Linked DNA regions of Mus musculus: regions 1 and 3 are each linked to region 2. Evidence: chromatin contacts called from public Hi-C and promoter capture Hi-C data. All regions are on one chromosome and are shown on one strand. Each heading gives the region's core, a stretch centred on a gene start, on an enhancer-like site or on the middle of the called end of the contact. The rest is flanking DNA. Distances are from core to core; before and after follow the strand shown.

Evidence for each region. Promoter capture Hi-C pulls out the DNA fragments that hold promoters and counts their contacts. Hi-C and Micro-C count contacts between places; a contact is called where the count stands out from the background.
Region 1: a contact with region 2 is called in a Hi-C map of embryonic fibroblasts, with 5 times the contacts expected there. The contact joins two enhancer-like sites. A contact is called at or near these places in 15 of 484 Hi-C or Micro-C datasets (the C2C12 cell line, cardiomyocytes, cerebellar granule neurons and 9 more), 2 of 115 datasets of contacts at active chromatin or transcription factors (astrocytes and embryonic stem cells) and 1 of 9 other capture datasets (embryonic stem cells).
Region 3: a promoter capture Hi-C map of embryonic stem cells shows a contact between it and region 2, with 3 times the contacts expected there. The contact joins two enhancer-like sites. A contact is called at or near these places in 4 of 39 promoter capture datasets (cranial neural crest, embryonic stem cells, hippocampal neurons and 1 more), 1 of 484 Hi-C or Micro-C datasets (uterus) and 1 of 9 other capture datasets (embryonic stem cells).

The regions. Positions count from the first base shown.
Region 1 is chr13:53,600,585-53,603,845 of GRCm38.p6, reverse strand. No RefSeq gene overlaps it. Among named protein-coding and RNA genes, the nearest start is that of 9530014B07Rik, 37 kb to the left of the region's middle. Within about 2 kb of position 1,690, at least 4 of the 459 cell types and tissues checked have an H3K27ac peak or open chromatin away from gene starts, as enhancers often do.
Region 2 is chr13:53,762,419-53,765,455 of GRCm38.p6, reverse strand. The region is part of intron 3 of Gm34439 (a long non-coding RNA gene); the gene reads left to right. Among named protein-coding and RNA genes, the nearest start is that of Gm34439, 24 kb to the left of the region's middle. Within about 2 kb of position 1,680, at least 3 of the 459 cell types and tissues checked have an H3K27ac peak or open chromatin away from gene starts, as enhancers often do.
Region 3 is chr13:53,519,306-53,522,092 of GRCm38.p6, reverse strand. It overlaps Gm34022 (a long non-coding RNA gene), which reads left to right. Exons shown (of 5, transcript XR_382400.3): 3 at 502-656. Among named protein-coding and RNA genes, the nearest start is that of Gm34022, 13 kb to the left of the region's middle. Within about 2 kb of position 1,427, at least 7 of the 459 cell types and tissues checked have an H3K27ac peak or open chromatin away from gene starts, as enhancers often do.

The DNA.
Region 1 (3,261 bases), core at 441-2,940, 160 kb after region 2:
GCTCCGCCTGGGTCCTACTGGAGTGAGCGATGTCATTTGAGCACATTTAAGGCAGGAAACCCAGTTGTTTGGCTGGAATCCTTGCCAGGCCAAACAGAACTGGAATTTCTTAAGTAAGAAGCAAGAGGAAATGGAAATGGGAAAGACAGTAGTCGCTGTCCCCTCCCCTTTGCTTTCAAGTCTGGACTTGAATCGCTGTTGTGACAATAAACACTTAATTGGCCAGCAGGGGTGAGACATCAGGAAACTGATACCCGGCATCTGCCACTTGTGGAGTATAAACACACAACACCATATGCACAGCACACCGACAGCGCCATTAACAGTAGAACCCAGGCATGACGGTAGCAGCCAGAGATGTAAATTATTCCTGACTCCCAGCATTTTTACTGTCTCTTTTCCATGGTTAAATACAACTAACTACCCAGAGTAGGCTAACATGTACTGGTGTGTAGACACAAGTGATGCACATACGTAGTTTCATGGTAGGCTACAGCACCTGTGTTAGTGCTGGGACAGTGTGAGAAGCACCCAACACCAACTCTATTTTTTTTTTTAGTGATGCTTTTTCTCTCTAATTCTGTCCTCTCCATTAGACAGCACCTGGCTGTGCTCTTACTGGGGAGAGAGTCAAGCTCCTGACATGTCTACAAATAACCCCCAGAATTCCTGAAGACTCAGCCATCAACTCTCATGAGCTGATTTGACAAGCCTCCCACAGACAGACAGGCATCATTGACTTGAGCCTGCCTCGCTCAGCTTGGACACGGGTATCCTGGAGCTTAGAGGAGAGAGAGCAGGGAGTGTAGACCCCAGGGGCCACGCAATTCCTAAACCTGGAAATCAATTAAGAAGGACTGTCATGAAGTCCACAGAAGTTTGTCTCCTTACTCAGAGCGACTGAAGATTGTCCCCTCACGGCTCCCATACTGCCAGGCAGGTCTGCAGCCTTTGGGAGCAAGAGGGCTCAGCAGAGATGTTTCACAAAGCCTCCTCCCCAGGCTCTAGCCATTGCTGATCTGTGAGGTTTGGAGGGAAGAGAAAGGGAAACAGTCAACATTTCTACTGCTACTAGGCTGATGGTTCTCAGAACATCTCCCAAGGACAAACCCTGTTCGACAGAGGACATTTGCCAATGTCTAGAATGCTTTGGAACTATCCAAACTGTGAAGCTGTTGCTGGCATCTAGAGGGTGGAGTCTGGGGATGCTACCAAGCAGTCCACAGGACCCAGCACCCACGGGGTGGAGAACTGTCAGCTTTAAACACCAGTGCCGATTGACAAGCCCTGTTCCACGCACTGAACCAATAAACGCTGCCTGTGTGAATTCCGTGAGCCACAAGCGGAGACCTGTGTTCTTGCTTTTGGTGCTGAGGACCGGGGAGAAAGGTGCTGTTTATTATTCCACAGCAGGGGAAAGCAGGGGAAAGCGCTGTTTATATGAAACATCAAAGGTCACTGCCTCTGATATCAATTCCACATTGCAGGAGCCTTGGCCAAATCAAATTAGCTTATTTTCCTTGATATTAAGTTTGACAAGCAAAGAGACTGTGAAAACCAGAATTCCAACTGGGTGTGCCCCTATGATTCCATTAAAAAAAAAAATGAACCTTGAGATTCCAACAGTAGCCTCATTCTTCGTGCCGGGATTATGTTGCAGCCGGTATTTATCTTGTCTAGGGAGGCACTTGCTGGATCCTCTGTTCCTTCTAGGATTCAGGTTCTTCAGGATAGGACTGAAGCAGCCAACATGGGGTAGACCCATGGAGGCTGCCAACAGCTGATGTCCTGGCGAGAACCCTTGGCTCCACGCAAAACCAGATATTGCGATGATTTGATGTGAGGCAGCGGCGTGTCAGCATCTGTGTCTGTCAAAAGGACAAGAAAGGAAGAAAGAAAGAGTGCGGGCTGGTTATTCTTAAGGTGGTTCACTGCCCCCACAGCTTTGGAAATCTGATGAATGCTGTGATCTTGCCTCTGCCTGCCAGTACACACACACACACACACACACACACACACACACATGCCTGATACACAGAGTCCTGCAGCACGCTGCTGGTATTCCTAGTCAGCTAGGAAGCCTCACTCTTTGATTTAAGAACCACTGCCTCAGGCCTGGGTGCATACTAGGAGGAGGCTAAGACGGCAACCAGGAAGGCTCGGGGTGCTACTGAGCTTGTACCTGGGGTCTTCCAGTTCAGCTGGAATCTGAATTTCCTCTGTTACAAAATAGGGTGTTGCAAAAAAAAAATCCCTGTCCCTCAGAATGGGGTGGCTCTAAAGCAGTGTGGAGAGTAGAGGAGGGACGAGGTCTGTCTGAGGAAAGAGAGGTGGATTTCACTTATAAACAGAGCTCATGGGGCACCTACTGCATGCAAACATTAAGCACTGGAAATCTGAGGAAAACCTTCCATTACAGCCTCTGGGAGCTTCCAAGTCTGGCAGTCCTATAATGTCCAGAAGGCACTGGTTGGCTTCGGTCCTTCTCTACCCCTGGCTCTTTCTGACCATTCCCCCTGTGACTGTCCCTTAGCCTTGGGGCGGAGCTGTGACCGAGCATCCACAGACACCTGTTCTCTGCATTGCACTTGGGGGTCAGGCATTTTTGCATCAAGCTTAGAACAGGGAAGCTTCCATGTTTGGCTGCAGGACCTAGCATCCCCATTAAAGGCTGACTCTCAAGTGAAGCGCTCCAGGATCTACTTAACAGCTTTATTGCCCTGTGGCTTCTGCAATGAAATTGGGAAAAGCAACCTGTGCTGTCCTGCTGGTGTCCTCTATGGCGTGAAATGAGCCGGTGAGGGGTGGGGGCAGGGCTGTCCTTGTCCACTGTTTTGTTCCTCGAGAGACAAACAGAGCCTGGCGTGTGAGGTGCTCACACAACAGCTCTCAAGGGTAAATGGGGTCCCCTAACTGGAAGATCGGGCTTAAACAGGCTGCAAAGGGAGATTTGGAAGGGGGCAGCTAATAGGCTTCCCTAAATAGAAAATCAGGCTTAGACAGGATTGTAAAGGAGGATGGGGGTGGAGCTAAGAAAGGATGCAGCTGAGAAGGCTGAGCTGGTTGGGAGGAAGCCTTGGAGATGGCGAAAGAGGAGGAGGTAGCCTGAAGAGGAATGACAAGAGACACACCATGTAGGTGCTGCGTGGCAGATAAATTCCCACATTCAAGAGACTCAAGAGGCATCAGGGAGGAAGTAGGGAGGATTCTCAAGAAGGAAGCCCAGGTGGCAGTAAAAGATGACCTCTAGGTCACCCGGGG
Region 2 (3,037 bases), core at 431-2,930:
CCGAGGTGAGACCACTTAGAAGTAATGGCGTGTGATTTCCACTTCTGGAAAGATCGGAAGAATAAATTGTTCTAAGTTTTGACACCAGAAGTGGGAAATTCCACAGGAAACTGTGTTTTGTGCACAATGTTATTGAAAGTATCTGTCTATCCATGTGTGTGAAGTGTCCAAAATATCAGTAAATCCTTTTGTGTGTAGGCTTGGACCCCATCCCTAAGATATCTTATTATCTATGCCTTTCCAAAATAAAATTTCAAAACGGAGATACGGAATACCTCCTGTCCGCGATGGAGGATGCTTACTTACCCGTGTCCTATGTTGATTTTGTTTAGCCTGCTCCCGGCTCCCTTGAAGCTGCCTATCTTGATGCTACCAGTAGAGGGCACCAACGTCTGCAAAGCAGCCTCTTTCTAAGCCTATCTTTGGCCTTGCTGCAGTCACAGGGATACAAGTGGGATCAGATTTCTCTACCGGGCCTGGCTGCACACCTCTGGGCCCTGGGTCATAACTGAACTTATCATGTCGCTTTGAAAGTACAGTCTGGTTTGATGAGCATGGACCTAACTCGTGGTCATTGCTTGATAACCCATAGGTAACCGTGGACGCTGCTAAGAAGGGGCTGTTCATTCCACTCCAGGCAATGCTAGACCTATAGGAGCACCTCTCTGACCATCAGTTCCCTCATCTGCAAAAGGGACAGTGCTCATCTGAGCCCTGAAGAGCCCCCCGTGTAAGCAAATATGCTTGCTGCATCCAGGGGATGCTGAGTGTAAATAAGTTAGAACCTCCTTATAGAGAATTCTCCAATGGACAGAATCTGCCAGGGTGACTATGGGGCTTCTAATGCCACCTAGTGACAGCCCTGTGGTGACAGTAATAATTGATTACATTTTCCATAGTTTCCAAAGCTGTCATAGTCATTGTTGTTCAATTCTGACAAGAGCCCTGTGTAATTAGATGCATTTTTACAGTGCTTGCTCATTAAAAGTGCCCAGTTAGGGTTCAAGGATTGTTCCTCAAAAGAAGAAATGTGGAGTTTCAGCTGCCATTCAGAGGTCACCGGTGCTGGCCCGTTCCCTGGGAGCTGAGGGTAGGAGAGCCGGCTCTGCATGCTGGGAGCCGAGCGAGCATCGTGGCTGTTCACAGACTTCTCCCATGTAGCTCTGGAACTGTCTCAGGAAGGTGGGCCAGCCCCAGCTTCTCTTACAGAGATGAGGCAACTCAGGTCAGGGAGAGTCATGCAAGCTAAAGAGGCCAGGGTTGCAGAACAGGATGCTAACGGAGGAGACAGAAGCTAGCACTAGGAAGCAAGAGAAAGCATCAAACTTCCAAGAAGCTGGGACCCCATCAGGCCCCTTGCGTGACCATATAAGCTTAGCCTCTCTGTTTAAACAACAGCAAGAAATACTTTCCCTGCCCATGTTATAGGCTTATTGTTTTTTGAGAAAGTAATAAGAAAATCCCTAATCCTGGTTGTGATGCATGTCTGAGCTGGGCTCTCTCAGGAAGCCAGACAAACTTGAGCCAGTTCCAGACAGGCAAGAACAGGCCATCTAGAACTCTATTTGGAGGCAGTTTGGGGTCCGTCGGTTTTTACTAAAAGAGAAGGGGAAAGTGCTTCTGCTGACAAGGTTGGGAGTGTGGGGACAGGTCCCACTGGGTCTGTCCTTAGGGCTCAATACGAGAGTCTTGCTAGAACCTTCTGGAACAGCGGAGCTGGCGGGGCTAAAGGTGGAGAACTGGTTTGATGGGTGTGCCCCGAAGCCACTCAGTGCCCAGAGATTGAGTCTCTGTGGAAGTAAGACACAAAATGACTTAGTGGTGGTTTGTCTGGAGTAAAACAATAGGGGATTTCTGTGATGGCTTGTGGAAGGCCCCTCCAAGGTACTAGAGATGCACCAGACACTACAAGAAGCAGGGCCAGGGTACCCAGGCCCCAAGGTGGACACACAGCAGCTGTGGTCATGGTTACCAGTGCAGAGATGCTATGGTATTCTGGCCTGAGAGGACTTGGATGTGAACTTGAAAGGGTTATAGCCGTGGGCTCCTGCCCTAGTCTGTGTTGAGCCACCAACAGAATGCCACCAACTTGGTATTCTATAATGTAAACAAATTGATTGCTTCATGATTCCAGAGACAGAGAAAGACAGGTTTAGAGGGCCTCTCTTCCTGTGCAGTCCCCTAGAAGGGGAAACAGAATGAAAGTTAGACACAGAAGGACCGATCCTCATACAAAGAACCAGCGCCCCTGGTGCCTAGTCTGTTCTCAAGGTGGCTTTAATCTGAGCAGAGAGGCTGAGCTCACAACCTGATGGCTTCTTAAAGGCCATATTTATTTATGTATTTTTTGTGTGAGCGTTTACTTGCATGTATGTGTGTATACCACATGTATGCCTGGTGCCCACAGAGGTCAGAAGAGGGCATTAGATCCCCTGGAACTGGAGTCACAGATGGTTGTGAGCCACCATGCGGGTGCTGGGAACTAAACCAGGATCCTTGGCAAAAGCAACAAGCGAGTGGAGCCGTACATGTCTCCAGCCCTGAAGCCCCATTTCTTGACACTGTTAGGAGGCAATTACACTTCAGTTTGAGTCTCTTAAATGATCATTGTTTTTAGTGAGTGAGACTAGAGAGAAAGGACGAGAACAATGCCTGTGTCGCTAACTTCACCATCAGAAAAAGGGCAGAGTCAAGGTAAGGTAGGTACCTGGGTGGGAGTTATACCCCAGGGCCAAAGTGTGCACATGTGCGTGCGCGTGCACACACATACACACACACACACACACACACACACACACACACACACACACACCACACCACACACCACACATCACACACCACACACACAGGCAAGGACAAGTGTGGGCATCTCAAGAGTTGCAACTATGTGAGTGGTCACGTGATGCCCCACCATAACACAGCCCTGAGGATACCTGGGCCTCCACTCACTGTGGAAGCTTGTCCCACCCCACCCCCTGTCCCTCTTGCCTGTCTAGGAGCCGAGGCAGTGGCTGGTATAGTTACCATTTCCAGGAGT
Region 3 (2,787 bases), core at 178-2,677, 240 kb after region 2:
TCGAATGTGAGAGAACAGAAATTGCTACCACCTTTGCCATTGCCAGAAATCAACTGTCACAGTTACAAGCATGTGGATCAAGCTGTTCACATCTGTGGTGCTCCACTGACCCACTTTGAATAAGGTCACAAACGTCCACTGCCACCCAGGCCTGCTGTCTTTTCTGGTTAGCGATACCTTGATTCTGTCCATTTGAACACCCTCTTGCTCTCTTGTCCTCTTCACAGTTCATAAAGGTTGGGTTCCCCAGGATGGTCCAGCCCAAGCCAATCCTAGCATCCCCTTCCCTTGGACATGGAAACTGTTTCCTAGGAGAGCTAAGTCCTAGAGATGCCATGTCTGCAGTCTGAGTTTGCCTTTGCTTTTTAATTACGGCCTCTTTCCTAAAGCAGTTTGAATTGTGTTTCTATAAATAGAACTAAATGAAGGGCTGGCTGGCAGGGCTTCGAGGCAAGATGGAACAACATGAGAGTGTTCTTCACTTCTCTATTTCTCTGGCAGATTTAGCAGAGCTTCAAGAACCAGCTCTCCATGGTCCCAATACACAGCTGACAGCATGACCCTGGCAGAATTCTTCATCTGCCGCTTCATCAGAAAACTGGGAATGAAGCAACTCCTCCTTCCAAGTCCACTATGACGGTTACATGCATAAACACGTGAGTGAAATACAGCCGTGGCACACACTTAGACTATATTAGCACATATCATAATCACTGGGGCCAGGATGCAAACCCTTCCCCGCAAAGCAAAGGCATCTTACCATTTCATGATGGAGTCATCAAAGCAAGACAAGCCCTTTAGTCCCTCAATATGTGTGTCCCAGAGGCCAAACAGTGGCTTAACCCTGACTCTTCCCACAAAGGTGGCACCACGATCTTAATCGTCAACTGGAAAGTGAATAAGGCACCTGTGACCTTTGGCTACCCAGATGCAAAAATCACCAGCTCCTCTCTAAGTGATATTTCACAAAATTTTAATCCCTTTTCACTAAATTGGCTCTCTGTCTCCATTAAAATTCATGTGGTTAGCCACTGGGGCACAGAAAATGTCGTTACCAAAGGAAGGTAGATAAAGTAACATGGAGGAAATGCTGTCTCTCTTGACGCTGCCTAGTCCTCGCCATTAGCTCCCGAAGGCATCTGCTTCGAATGATGGCTTTCAGCCCACACGGATAGTTACATTAGTCTTAACTCGCTGGGCCCTGGAGAGGTTTTGGGGCACCATATGTGAATCCCTAACAGGGACGGGGTTCACTGGTGAGACAAAAGTGCAGCCTTCATAGATGTCAAGGTGCTAGACACATAGCCCCGCAAAGCTCAAAGCTGTGCTGAACAGAACACAGAAACAGTAACCTAACCCTTTAGACTGCATGTGGTTCATGCATGGGTTGGCTCTATCTGCTGCTCCCACGTGCCTCTATGGAAGAGCATGATGAAATGCGAGCCCACCAAGTCCCTTACTTCTCTTGCAAAGGTCTGCCTCTCGCTCACCCTAGAAATTAACTCCTGCAAAATTGACAGAGTCAGCTTTTGAGTTCATCCCGGGAGGAAGGAGCCCACAGCTTGAGAGTCGTCCGTGCATACTAAGCGGCGGGTGGAGTAGAGCAATTATCTGGAGAATCTGATTGAGGTAGACAGCTGGGGCAGAGCTCTGGCTTCCCTGGCCCCAGGAGCAGTGAGCCTACTGTGAGCCTGAAGTGGACCTCACACCTGGGCTCTTCAGAGTGTTTCTTCCTAGGGAGGGAAAAAAAATGCCTTTCGCATCTACAGCATCGTGGTGTGCATGCAGAAGTTTTAATATTCTGATTATCCTGGCTAGAAACTTCCATCTGGGTCCTTGGGTATGCAGTTTGCCCACATTAGGGACTATTGACTCCAGTCCAGAAAGAAGCAGCAGCCTGACCCAGATTCTCAGCCCAGAGTGCTCTTAGGTAACTTCTCACATTATAGTTCATTCTGCTTAAGAAAAAAAAATAATATATTAAAAAGTTATAGGTTCTGTCATACTCCAGACTGTCCTCAAAACGGTCATCTGGACCAGCAAGCAGCATGTGCATGCGTACACTAAGCTGTGTCCCTGCTTTCACAGGAACGGCGGCATTCTTTAAAAACTGTCCCGCTCTTTTCACTGTCCAAAACATGTTATTATGGAAACTTGCCAAACCCGTACAAAAGTCTGCAGAACAGGAGAGCAAATTCCCCAAAGTCCATCTGTCAGCTTCACTAAACGTCCTTTCTTGGTCAGTCCGGTCTACTCTCACCCACTCCACCCCTCCTCCAAACTATTTTCAACAAATACCAGATAACATATTATGTTATCTGTAAATAGTTGGAGTTATATCTCCTAATAGGTAAAGGTTTTATTCTTATTATTGTAACCCGGGGCGGGAGGCCCCCATTCGCTGCTTGTCATTACTTTGTTTTACACTCACAAAACAAACTTGTCCCTATGAGCGCCGCCGCACATGACCAGTCCCCGCCCCACCCCCCTACCACAACCCCCCACCCCCACCCCCGCTGATCAGCATTTAGATTGTTGCCAGTATTTTTACTGCTGTTAAGCTAACTATGTGACATCGGTACTGACCACGTTGCCCCCGAATGCAGCCATCTACTATGGAGAGTGTTGCCGTCGGGACTTAAAAGCACTGCCCATTTAAGGGTTCGGTTCCCTAAGGAATGCTGAGTCCTCTTACTATACTTTCATTTTTTTCTTTCTTTTTTTTTTTTGTTTGTTTTTTTTTTGTTTTGTTTTGTTTTTTTGTTTTGTTTTGTTTTTTTGAAAATT